Regions from separate parts of the Rattus norvegicus genome. Here all the other regions are linked to region 1. Evidence: chromatin contacts called from public Hi-C data. All regions are on one chromosome and are shown on one strand. The core of a region is the stretch at or near the end of the contact, and the rest is flanking DNA. Distances in the headings are between cores, read along the strand shown. Region 1 overlaps Pacrg (parkin coregulated). Region 2 overlaps Pacrg (parkin coregulated). Region 3 has its middle 16 kb from the start of Cahm. Region 4 overlaps LOC120100098 (a long non-coding RNA gene).

Region 1 (3,098 bases), core at 300-2,799:
CCAAAAAATGTCTATATTTTATAAAAGCTTCCAGAATGAGAACCAACACAATTCGGTAATACATATGCTGGTTGCTTCTGTGCTTGGTAACACAGAAGAGTCCCTGAATGGTCCTGATTTTTTTTATTAGATATTAATTCTTCTCTATGTGCTCTACTGAGCCTTCTCCTAGCCAAAAATCATGAGAAGTAGCACTGGTTTGAATAAAATGTTATTCTGTGGGTTTTCTTAATTAATAAACCCTGTGTGCATTGAATACACTGGATTTTAGACTGTATTATGATGAAGCTAATTACACTGTATAGGTTCACTTTTAATATGATTTTTTTTGTTTGTTTGTTTGTTTGTTTTTTCTGGTGCTGAGGCTGGCTTGGCAGTGCTCTGTCTCTGAACCACACCCCCGGAATCACATATTTGGGAATCAGTTCCTAGGATAGAAAACAGAGTTTCAGATGCCAAAGAGAGAGTTACCTTTGTAAGGGAAGAAGCCAATGTCACAGTCTCCAAATAAGGTCAAGGTTCAGGTTGCACCGGGGAGGCAAGCAGAAATGATACATGCATGAGGTAGTTTGCAATGAGCTGAGCAGGTATGGAATAACCCTGGAGCTGGACAGAGGCAGGGAAAGTCTTGGGGTACACAGAATTGGCTGCAGTTCCCGCAGCTATGAACCCTGCTCCATGAGGCAGCCTGGCCCCAGCCTTGGAAGCAGAAATGATCACATGGTCACCGGTTTTGATTATCCGAGATTAGGGAACTGGCAGGTGGGGGTGGTGGTAAAAGGACGTTTCTAGAATGTGCCTGGGGATCTGGCAAGGAGTTCAGAGGAGGTAAGCAGTTGGGCAGGCTGTGTGGGAAGAAGCCTTAAATAACTGCCCTGTAAGCTTTGTGTTTGACAGGGCATTGGTAATGGAATGCCAACAACAAAGTGCACATTCCTGGAGGTCTGGGAGCCCAAGATCAGGTTAGCTTCTTCTGAGGCCTTTCCTGGGCTTGCAGATGACCTTCTTCTTGTGTCCCCATACGTCTGTCCCTGCCCCCAGTCTCTGTGTCTACACCCCCTTTATAAAAACTTGAGCCCAACCTATGGCATCACTTTGTTTCTGTAGCTTCAACCTCAAGGATCAGAAGTCAAGGTTTAAGGGTCAAATAGGAGAGTGGAGGAGGGGCGCCGGCGGCTCAGGACAGGAAAGCAGTGCTTAGGACAGTGCGGGTGGCCCAGTTGTAAGCCAGAGAGCCAGGCCAGCTGGGCTAAGCGTCAAAGGAGAGCTTCTGGGGATGGCTGTGCAAATCAGGAGACTTCATCACAAAGAGGCTTCGGGGCTGGGACTGCTCACCTTTTCCTCAGGCTTCTCCCAGGTAGAGCGCGCTACACAATTCGCTGACATCATCTGTGCCTTGTCAGCCTCACACTGTCGAGCGCCAAGGGCTCAGAGTAGCTCTTTTCATTTTTGATTTCCCAACCACTTAGTCAGCGGTGAATAGCTGACCTGAAAGGACAATTCCCAGTCAGACCTTTTTTTTTTTAACCCCAGACCAAGGGTCATGTGCCTGCAGTTTTCTCTGAAACCAGTAGATGGCGATCTTCCATCCTCGGCGGGTTGACCCGCAGGGATTAGCACAGACCTTTCCCCTCCAAGGACAGACCTTAAACTCTATCTTGTCCTGGAATCTGAGGCCCAAGGCTAGCTCATCTTCTTTGCTAATTTATGCTTGTTCCCGATAACCTAGAAAACAGCTGCACAAGGATTAAGATCTCCACTGGCGGTGGCTAGTCTCCCCCGCGCCTGTCCTTGTGTTCCCCATCTCACACCGATGGCGTTCGTTCTCCAGTCACGGGATCTCACAAACCTCCCACGCCTCTGGATTTCTTCCAGTTTTCTCAAGTCAGTTGCTGCTGCTGCTGCTGCTGCTGCTGCTGCTGCTGCTGCTGCTGCTGCTGCTGACTGTCGTTGTCGCTGTCGTTGTTGTTGTTGTTTGTTGTCCTTGTTGTTGTTGATTTGTGCCATACTAAACCAGTTCGGGGGCAGTCAACCTTTTGACTTCCCAATATGAGGTTGTCGTTTACAAATGTGTTGGCCACATTCACACTATCCTGGGATACCTGTGACTCATGGGCTGCAGGCTACACACACCTGAACCTTTCTGTTCCTCCCCCAACCTCCTGTTCCTTCTCACTTGTAGCCCACACTTAAGAGAGATTCCTCTTTGCATTATAATTTACCTCCTAACTCCAATGCTCACCAAGTAAAGTGGACAGCAAAGAACCTCACCTTGCCAAAGCCTCAGAAAAGTTTAGGCTGACTTTTCTGTGAAGTAAACTCATGGAGATTTTTGCACCAACTACCAGCAATACAACGTACTTCGTTTGACTTCAATGCCTAAAAGATTAAAATTTTGATATCAGCCATAATATTTTAAAGCAAGCTAGAATATGTTGGCGGTTGTATCAAGAATCTATTTGATATCAAGGAATATAGTTGATGAAATGGCATGGCATATGATTGACAAACATGGCATTAAAATGTGGTGCTGGCCGTGGAGTATCTCAAAGATGGGGGAGAAGCTGACCCCTAACACTGAGGACACACAGTTGCCTTAGCATCGGCTGAGGCTAGCTCAGAGCAGGCACACGAGAGCAGTTTGCATCACCTTCCAACGCAGACCCTCTCTGCTCTATGTCTGTTTCTGCCTCAGCCGTAGAGCTAAGTTAGAAGAGGTGGAGTTTCCCAGGGTCTCGCGGCACCCTGGTTCTGCAGCAGAGGATGCTGCCTACCGTCTGCACTCAATGCCTCGTCCGTAATAGCATGCTTATGGTTCTTCGAAGGTGAAAAGGTTCAGAACTAATCTGAAATAGGATGCACTTCTGTTCTCTTCTTCACAAGAGGGAGGAAGCCCCTTTCAGGTCACTTGACAGTGACAAAAGCAATGAATGTAATGGGAGGACGAGAGAAAAAAACAGAGCTTTCTTTCTGGCAGACTGTGAGCAGTAAAGTGTGAGCCTGCAGCTTTGGAGCCTGTTAGCTAGTGTGTAGCTAACCCAGATGAGTCCTCATCCCCCTGCCCAAGAATTGAAGGAAGTCAGCAGGAGGCAATCCCT
Region 2 (3,098 bases), core at 280-2,779, 230 kb before region 1:
TTCCACAGGACCCAGGCTCTATTTCCTGCACCCACATGGTACCTCACAACTATCTATAACTCCAATTCCTGGGGATTTGACACCCTTATATCAGACATACATGCATGCATGCACACATACAGACGTACATACAGGCAAAACACCAATGCACATGACATAAAAATATGTTGTTTCAAAGAAGACATTATAAGGAATGGTGGCCTCTGCCAGACTTCAGTTTAATGTCAATAGTCATGGAGATTCTTCTTGTGCTTTTCAGAGTAATTTAAGTATAGTAGGTTTGTCATAATATTCTATGAAAACGATGAAGTGGCCTTAAACAAGAAAACAGCCTACAAAAACGCTAAGAACCCCACTAGAGAGACCATCAGGACATGTTCTGAAGAAGTCCTCATGTTAGTGAGAATGCAGCTTATGATGAGAGATCTGTGAAAATGCTCACAGCTGCCCAGTTGGTAAGATGACCCCAGCACCTCAGCACACTGACTCCCTTCTTAGGAGAGTGTGGCCCTGGCTCTGAGGACTTACCAGGTTCATAGTGTTCCCCTGGTAGAAGACATGATTCAGCGTCAGTTATAGTGCCTGTCATGGCCCCTTTCCTCATGATGTCCAACTTCCGCCTCAGATCTCTTCTATGAAGTGCCTTTGGCTACTTCTAATAACCCCAAAATGTTTGCCATACTATACCAAGAATGGTCACAGGCTTACTCAGCCCTTAAACTATGGTTATACATGCATAGAGCATGCACATGAGACCACAAGTTGAAATTCCAGTAGCTGATTGCTTCATGTTGCCTTACGAGGACTCACTTTGTCAAGATGATGCAGATCCTAAACCTGTAAGGTGGTCAGAAAATGATTAGGGTCACATCACAGCCCTTGAGCCTTCCCATGGTACAATGCCAACAAAGAATTCAGATATTTTATTAGTGGCATAGAATGTCTCAGAAACAAAAAACAAACAAGTAAACAAAACACTACAAAAAACGAATACATTGAAGAACTGAAAGTTATTCAAGGACAAAACCATTTTGTGTGTTTTAACTGTTTAAACAATTAGTTGACTTATCTTCATGAATCTATCAGTCGATATCTTTCAGTAGACTTGAGTCATCTTTCATTTTCTGTGCAGTGCACACAGCCTTTTAAACAACCCTTCATGTTTGACATTTTGTCATACTTCAACTGGTCCAAACTGTGTTTTCTCTCAAAGACTCCATACTGCTGTGAAAGCTTTCCCTGTGAATTTTATTCCTCCATTCTTGGCTAAAAACACTTGTGGCCTGATCCTACTCTGTTTACCCAGGTCTTTCCTTAAGAGTTGAGGGGATTAGAGCGTGAAAAAAAAAAAAAGGAAGAGAGGAGTTGCCAGTAGGTGGCTCACTCTGAATGTGCTTGGGATGGGATCAGAAATGTCACCCCTCCTCCACTAAGCCTTTGTTTTCAATCCCTGCTGCTTGGAGCCTTTTTCTGTAATGCCTGAGTCATTTGCAGGGGGTGAAGAGGGGAAGAAAGAGAAGAAAGCCAGCATGCACCAGCCTCCTCAGAGCGTAAGAATAGCATGGCCCCATCTCATTTGGAGTGGTCCCCTAGTGGAGCCTGGACCGAATTCTCTTCCCCACACACAATTGCTTGTTCTTTTGTTCCTTGTGTCCTTGGCAAAGACTGAAAGAACTAAGCCTGTAATACTTAGGCCCTCCTGTGTCACTTAAGGGATAATAGGCCATTGTCTTCATTAAGCCACCCTTGTTTTAGCAAATAGAATCCAGAGACTGGAGGGAGAACATTTTGAAGGGGGCAGAATCAGAGGAGAGATGCTTCACTGGATTCCCTAGAGAAACTGTTTTGTTTCTCCTGCTTTATTGCTCCTCACTGAGAAGATTCATATTCAAATGGGCCGAGTCCGTGAATACTTGCTTGCACATTCTCATGCACCCAGGAAGGCTATGATTATGGCTAATTACAACGCAGAATGAAACCCTAACAAGAGTGCTCAATCAGATTGTTGTTCATGCATGAAGTAACCAAGGCTGGCCAATGGAGGTGTGATTCTGGTAATTACAAACATTGTGGCTATTTGAAAAATGCTTAGTAAATCTGTTCAGGACAAAATAAGGTCTAATTAATCACTTTAGACGCTGATTTCTCCAGACGATTCATGTGCACTTAAAAAAAAAAAGTTTAGGGTCCCCTCAATAAACCAAATCTAAATATAAAATATGCTCATTGCCCACACTTTGTCGGAGGAATCAACTATACAGCCTGCCCCATTCCTGTCTTTTCTGACCATCATATCACAGCCTGCCTTGTATGCAACTCGACAGAAGGTTCTTTAAAAATAAATGTGTACATATTCTTGTTATTATCTGGCGACCCAGTACTTTATAAAAAGTTACTGGAAAGCATCAACTGTTAATTTAAATGTCCAGAGCGATATATAATAACTGCGCTGATATGCCTTAAGTCTGAGTATTCTGAGAATGCTGGCTGTAACCCTGGAGTATAATACCCAAGGATGCTACAGGATGAAGAGATGTTATCTTCTCCTAACCCGTCACAAAGAACAGGACTGAGGCCACAGTAGCAATGAAGAAATGACAATCGAGAACTTTGTGACATAGGTGTCCATGGGAAATGGGAAATCTGTGTAGTTTACAGACATTTAGTGTGCTCCAAGAGGCAGTAAACTAGGAAACTTAACAAAACCATGTGCTCACTCACTCACTCGTCAGAGTTCCTGTATTGCTCTCCTTCCTTCCTGTCATGTGAGGCTCCATAAAGGGCAGGGAAAAAGAGATCTTCCTGGGCTCAATAGCTGCCTTGAGGAAGACAGGGAATTCCAATTTCCAAGGTCCTCACTAGAGAGAGAGTGCAGGCCATGACAGAGGACCCTCTTGCAGACTCTGCTTCCTCGCTTCTTCTCTGTAAAGAATGCTCTGCATGAAGATGTTGGTGGCTTCACATCCTGAAGAGAGAGAGAGAGAGAGAGAGAGAGAGAGAGAGAGAGAGAGAGAGAGAGAGAGAGAGAGATTGAGATTATGTAGGGAAGAGCCTCTGGGGAAGGCAGCCCAGCCACTGGGCTGGAAAGTTCAGGATTG
Region 3 (3,098 bases), core at 183-2,682, 160 kb after region 1:
ATGCAATGCTCACTTAAAACAATTGCTAGATCTTCCTACTAACATTCACATTTACTAAATATCCCTCCCAACGTCCAGCTTTGTTTGCAGAAGTGTAAGACATTCAGTCTAACTCATATGGGGAATAATTAGGAGTCAAGTAGCCAGATTTGTGTGTTGGGGCAGGGTGGGATACTGGAGACTGTTCTGAAGTCTTAATGCTCTACAACTAATTTACAGGGTGTCACAGAGCTGTGCAGGGCACCTCATGTGTTCAGCAGGAAGTTAATGGTTCAGTTATGGCTTTGCCTCCCGTTGACAAGAGCAAAAGTTTGGGACATGGCCAGGTCTGAGGTAGGATTTTTTTTTTTAACATCCTAAGAAGATAGATGAGGGGAGCGAAGGTTATTTATTCCTTGCATCCAGAATGAGTGTTTTAAAGTAACAAAACTTTAATCTTTTTGTATATTGAGCTCTCCAAAGGAAAATAAATTGTATAGATGACTTCAATGGACTCGCGGCCAGCAGACTGTGAGTGACACTGAGGGAGCCCTCAGCTCCGGGTGTCTGGAGAAGGCAGAGGATTAAAAGAGCAGAAGATGACTCTTTCTGGTGTTTGATGTTCGGGCCATTCCGATGTCCCCGGTTCATTTCTGAAGTGTGATTACATCATTCTTTCTATTACGATGCCACACAGACCACCTTTTACTACAGGTGATTTACATTCCAAGCTAGAATTAGAGATACTTTCATGCAAACGTATTTAGGGAGAGTTCACTTTAAGGTGGAATTTAGTTCTAATGAAAGGAGAGCCTAAAGGACCCTAACACCTTCTGCAAGCAGTCCAGACTCTAACTGGAGAAAGTGGAGCTTAAAAAGAAAATGCGGGTAGGTTCTTTGTCTCCTAGGAAACTCTTCATTTCCGACTTGGGAATCGGGGCGAGTTACTCCCCGGCCTCACACAAATTCCTACCCACTCCAGAGCGCTCCAGTGGGCAAAGACGGAACTCTGTTCTTTCTTTTGTGTGGCCCGACCGTTTGTTTCTCTCCTGGCAACAGCTTCTCCTCCCTTCATCCTCCCGGCTTTCTTCCGGGCCTGGGAACTGCGAGGCCAGGAGCTGTGTGGCAGTCCCTTTGCCCGGTTTCGGGTCCCTGTGCGCAGGCACGCATTCATTAGCACCACAAGAGCACCAGAGACTGGAACGCTTCATAAATATTTAGAAGCTCCCACCACCTTCCAGAGAGTGGGGGGGGGGGAGAGAAAGAAAATTTAGTGTGGAGTTGGTCAGGGTAATATGCATGTGAATCAGAAGTGCGGACAAAGGATGAAAGGTGCTGGAAACTCCAACAAACCCGTGATCCCCGGGGGTCATTCTGCCTGTTCCAGCCCACACTATCCCGGGCCTGCCTTCTTCCTGCGCATGAGCGGACTGAGCCTGTTTCCAAAGACAGTTGGCAAAGGATGTGTGCTCTTTGTTCTGTCCCGCACTTTCTTAACAGACTGATTTGCTTTGCCCTCTCCCCTGCGCTGGCGGCTGCCTTCTCCTTTGCCACCCACAGAAGTGAAGTATGAAGATTTGGGATCTACACTGATATGCAAGGCAAGAAAGGGAACAGAATATGGTTTTGTCGGGGAAAATGTGCGCAAAATCAGCCTGTGCGTCATAAACAATACATCGACACTCACTGCACCGCAGGTTGAAAAGCCTCCATAAATGTCCCGTGGACAGAACCCAGAATCCCAAGAGAAAGTCTGCACACAAACAGCTACCTTGACACACACCCACACACCCTATGAAGCTTTTAAAAACTATTTTTAAAGACTCCGCGTGGAGTCAGAACCCCTGGCTTTTATTTGAGGGAGGTCTGGAGTGCACAGGGCAAGGGAGAGAGCTCAAGAGCGGAAACTAAAACAGTCTTCTTTCTCTTTCCAAAGCACTGTCTCCCTGGAAGGATGACCAATGGTCTTAGAGCCCGGAAGTGAATACTGGGGCAGAAAAGGATGGATTGGCCAGGATAGTTTTCACCAGAAAGGAAGAGAAGGGCGGCATGGAAATAAGCAGCCCCAGGGGAAAAAAGTTCTCCTCTGTTAAAAGGGGTGGCTTTAACCAGGTAGGAATTTTAAGTCAGAGCCTTGTAATGCCTTACAGTGATTGAGATAAACCAAGTGGATTATGGGTCCTAGAAAGCATCCTGCTTAGAGCACACACTATACAGCAACCAGATCCTGAGTAATTAACAATAGAAAATCACTTCCATCCTATTTCACGTTTTGGAAATACTGGGATTTGCAATTATGTTGCTTTAAACAAAAGTGTGCAAATATTATTAGTTAAATTCCATTATAAGGGAACATTGGAGGAAAGGTGCAAAATTTCACAAAAGCTTCCAATCTGCCCCTGTTCACTACTTACTTCAAGAAACCTTTAATGAGACAGAAGTTCACTGAAAATTAAAAGGAAGGTGGGTGGTTTGCCTTGTGTGTGTGTTTGGGGAGGTCTTGCTACTCTAGCATAGCAGCGAGGCTCCCCTGGAGACCATCGCCAGCTGTGGCCGTATAGGAGGAAGGCCTGAGGCAACCCAGATCATTTACAGCATGTTAACAGGCTGTGTACTATGAAGATGGGATTGTCAAGTCAGTTCTCAGGGTGCGTGCGTGTGTGTGTGTGTGTGTGTGTGTGTGTGTGTGTGTGTGTGTGTGTGTGTAGGGCACTGATGCCAAAGTCAGAGGCCCAAGGGAACCATCTGGGCAAAGTTGGTAAACTGGTAACTTGCCCCAATAAGCTGAGGAAAACTAGCTCCAATCACCTTAAGTCAGGAGGAGGTTTACGGATAAGGGTAACTGGGAAATGTGAAACAACCGTAATGGATTCAAGAGCTCCAACAAGCCACGGGGAAAAGCTCTCTTCTGCTTTGCTTTTTCCTGACTCCTTTAGCAAGCCTCTCTCACAGCGACCAGGATTCCCGACGCATCCTTATCTTCAGCCAGTGATCTCGCCTAAACAGGAGGCCATGTTTCCTGTTGACAGTTTCTGCAATGCTTGCCACTTTTGCTTTGGGTCAGGTAGTAGCTATCCTTGAACCAGTCACTGTGACAACACTGTGTATCCCTCCACCCA
Region 4 (3,098 bases), core at 440-2,939, 130 kb after region 1:
ACATAGCAAATTTGAGGGTAGCCTACATTACCTGAGACCCTGCCCTCAAGAGCCCTGTTGCTGACTGTCAGGAGAATGTCACAGGAGTCTTTTTTTTTTTTTTTTTTTTTGTCCCAGAGAACACTTTAGTCATTCACAAACCTTCCTTTCTTATCTCTTAATAATTTCTCAGGGAATAATCCGATATACAGAAATGGTTGCAAAAATACTCTAGATTTTGTCAAGTCCCATGAGTCTCCCCACTGCTCTCTGACAGCTCCTTGGCGTACCTTTGTTCCCGATGACCTTGGCAATTCGAGGATGTTTTTTGAAAATGTTCCTGTTTCGTTTTCTCTTATGTTTTCTCTAGTGAATAGACTACAGCCAATGGGTGTGGGAAAGGACCATGAAGGAAACATATCACACCTGTCACCTTCCTCAAAGGCACAGCCCACCTGAGAGATTTATTACTGATGCCATTCGCTTTGATCACTGGCTGAGGGAGTATGTACCAGGAGGCCCTCAACTTTCTGTACTTAGGGAGAAAGGCAGTAGGTCCACTGGCCTCAGGGACAGGGGTGAGGTGGCAAAGTCTTGCTCTGTGTGTTGGACGGAGGTCTATCATATAAATAATAGAAGGGTTTTTCATTGAAGACACCCTGCCCTCTCACGCTCACTCATTTATACATTCAGTCATTTATTCTGTTCCTTCACACTTACGCATATTCATGTTACACCTTGGGTTTACAAAACGGTAGGATTTCACTTCCTTTTCTTTGCTCACTCTTACACAGCTTTGGCCCATGGATGGGGGGAAGTCGGGGTGCATTCTAAGTTGGAGCTTGAGTCCCTTTGACAAGCCCTACTTCTTAAGTAAAATCTGAGTACTTCTTTCCTCTTGCTAATACAAGTTAGACTTACATTTCCCTTGATCCAGCTCTAGAAAGCCATTTAGCGAAAGTGCGGTGGAGAACTGGGTTTGGAATCTAACCTGTGGAGCTAGGATGTATGTGGTACTTCTCTGTTCTCAGTGGACAGAACTGGGAGACGCACGTGTATGCATGCTCCTTTTTGCAGGGCTGCATGATTCAGTTCATGCTCCTTCTCGTCCCTGAACCAGCTGCCCCCTACCCTTCTCAGTACTTGAAGCTTCCTGGTCCCACCAGGAAAAAGCTGTCTCTCAGCAGCCACCATTTTTTTTTCCTAATTAGTGCAGCCCCAACACATGTATACAGTTCCTGAAGGTTAGCAACCCATAACCCCATTGAATCTCTTACCTATGCTTTTGACATAATTATTAATGTACTAGCTTTGTGCGTAATAAAATATTGAAGGAGAATACTGAGATCCAAGAAGATTCCATGAATCAACTGGAAAAATGGAAGCTGAGTAGGAATCTGAGTTCACCGGGGTTCAATAATAGATAAATGACTTAAGTAGTGAATAATAGAGAGCGGGCTCACAACACCTCGTGTGAGGTGGGCAGATATAGATGGAGGATTTGATTGACTGACAACCCAGGACATGATGGTGTTGCTAAACAAAACCACTGGATGAAAATAGAATGGTCCAGCAAAGGGAAGAAAATGCCTACTTGTCTGTGCACGAGGCAGACACATGGCCACACTCGTACACATTTATACCTATCCTTTAAAAGAGTACCTAAGGAGAGGGGGAAGAGCCACGAGGGAGAGATGGGATCATGGTCTTAAAATACTAGCAGGGATTAGATGTACCCTGCGCTGCTACAGGGGACGGAATTTGTCCCAGGGAAGTTAGGGATCATTCCCAACTGGTAGAACTGAACATAACAGGGACAAGTAACCCCTCCCACACTCTCCCTATTTGGGGAACAGCAGATTCCTGACCACAGGTATGCCCCCATGAAGCCAGAGGGCAACACTAGAGTTAGAGGACTGTGGGAAACAACTGGAAGGTGGCCCAATGGGCTCATTTGGTAACAGAGCCTCTATGGAAGTAGAAATAAATAATTAAAATGAGGAAGGTCAAGGGCCCAGAATAAAGGTGGGATGGGATACAAGAGAGGGCGAAGTCCTGTCTTCAGGCCAAACCTACTTAAAGGTCTGGGTGGAGGGGGGATGCGTATAGGAGGGTAAAAAAAGAAAGATGTAGAGTTGATTTGATCAGAAGGAAAACTTCCTGAGAGAACGGAGCAAACGTCAGGAGAGGGGTTCCCACCTGTGCGAGCACCACCAATGATTGCAAAGGAACACTTGGACTCTGTAGCGTTCAGAGGTCGACTAGCCACCGTGAGCTGCCAGGGCCCAACAGGGAGACATAAGAAGTAGGGTCAACATGCCGGGGCCCGAAATGGCTTGTTTGGTTGCAAACAACAGTCTACCCAGATGTGATCAGGGTAGCAGAATAAACTGCTGTCATTCTTTTACACGTATGTTTTTTATTCAAATAAAAAGTAATGTTTGAGAAAGAAAAGACAGTCTAACTCACTAAAACGAAGCCAAGAAAAAGCACACGATGTGTGCTGTAGTAACACAGTGGTGTAGCCACCAACCCCTGTGTACCTTGGTCCCACAATCCATAAAGAAAAGGGACTGGGCCCTGGACGTCTAAGGCTGTACCTGGTTGTAAATTTTTTTTAAAAGAGAGAATCTATGAAGTCAGAATGAGTACTCTCTTCTAAAATGCAGTTGAAACCCCTTCCCAAGTTTGGGTCGTTTCTTTAACTTTGTTATCGGAAAGAAAATGAGTTCAGAGTGGAAACACAAAAGACTGCAGTCAGTACATTGCTCCCACCAGGCATGCAGTTCAAACAGAGATGAGGTGGGGAGAACATATTCAGAGCTTACAAATAAAGAAGCAGGTCACCCTGGGCCCACAGCAGTCCCCCTCAACCTGTGCCTAGATGGCACCATGTCAGTGGCTTGAGAAAGGAACTCAGCACACGGAGGCCAGCGCTGTTTTGGTGTGCACATGGAAAGATACCCTGTCATGGGATATTATATTCTGAGTGAGTGCCTCAGAGCAGAGACAAGTGGACCCTTGGGAGACAAGAAGGGAGGTAGATCCTGGGACTAAGCTGCCTCCAGAGTGTGGGCCTGGTTCACCACAGGAACTCAGAAAATGTTGGCTGAAAACTC

What was found. Hi-C and Micro-C count contacts between places; a contact is called where the count stands out from the background.
Region 2: a contact with region 1 is called in a Hi-C map of Schwann cells, with 9 times the contacts expected there. The contact joins two enhancer-like sites. A contact is called at or near these places in 7 of 12 Hi-C or Micro-C datasets (the A7r5 cell line, the Rat2 cell line, Schwann cells and 4 more) and 1 of 1 datasets of contacts at active chromatin or transcription factors (oligodendrocytes).
Region 3: a Hi-C map of liver shows a contact between it and region 1, with 4 times the contacts expected there. The contact joins two enhancer-like sites. A contact is called at or near these places in 7 of 12 Hi-C or Micro-C datasets (the Rat2 cell line, hepatocytes, kidney and 4 more).
Region 4: a contact with region 1 is called in a Hi-C map of psoas muscle, with 2.5 times the contacts expected there. The contact joins two enhancer-like sites. A contact is called at or near these places in 1 of 12 Hi-C or Micro-C datasets (psoas muscle) and 1 of 1 datasets of contacts at active chromatin or transcription factors (oligodendrocytes).

What each region holds. Positions count from the first base shown.
Region 1 is chr1:52,754,847-52,757,944 of GRCr8, forward strand. The region is part of intron 4 of Pacrg (parkin coregulated); the gene reads left to right. Among named protein-coding and RNA genes, the nearest start is that of Cahm, 180 kb to the right of the region's middle. Within about 2 kb of position 1,550, at least 40 of the 93 cell types and tissues checked have an H3K27ac peak or open chromatin away from gene starts, as enhancers often do. A contact at or near this core is called in the A7r5 cell line, Schwann cells, kidney and 1 more, where this site is marked.
Region 2 is chr1:52,523,107-52,526,204 of GRCr8, forward strand. The region is part of intron 2 of Pacrg (parkin coregulated); the gene reads left to right. Among named protein-coding and RNA genes, the nearest start is that of Pacrg, 94 kb to the left of the region's middle. Within about 2 kb of position 1,530, at least 57 of the 93 cell types and tissues checked have an H3K27ac peak or open chromatin away from gene starts, as enhancers often do. A contact at or near this core is called in the A7r5 cell line and Schwann cells, where this site is marked.
Region 3 is chr1:52,916,644-52,919,741 of GRCr8, forward strand. No RefSeq gene overlaps it. Among named protein-coding and RNA genes, the nearest start is that of Cahm, 16 kb to the right of the region's middle. Within about 2 kb of position 1,433, at least 64 of the 93 cell types and tissues checked have an H3K27ac peak or open chromatin away from gene starts, as enhancers often do. A contact at or near this core is called in kidney and liver, where this site is marked.
Region 4 is chr1:52,887,267-52,890,364 of GRCr8, forward strand. All of the region lies in intron 2 of LOC120100098 (a long non-coding RNA gene), which reads right to left. Among named protein-coding and RNA genes, the nearest start is that of Cahm, 46 kb to the right of the region's middle. Within about 2 kb of position 1,690, at least 2 of the 93 cell types and tissues checked have an H3K27ac peak or open chromatin away from gene starts, as enhancers often do.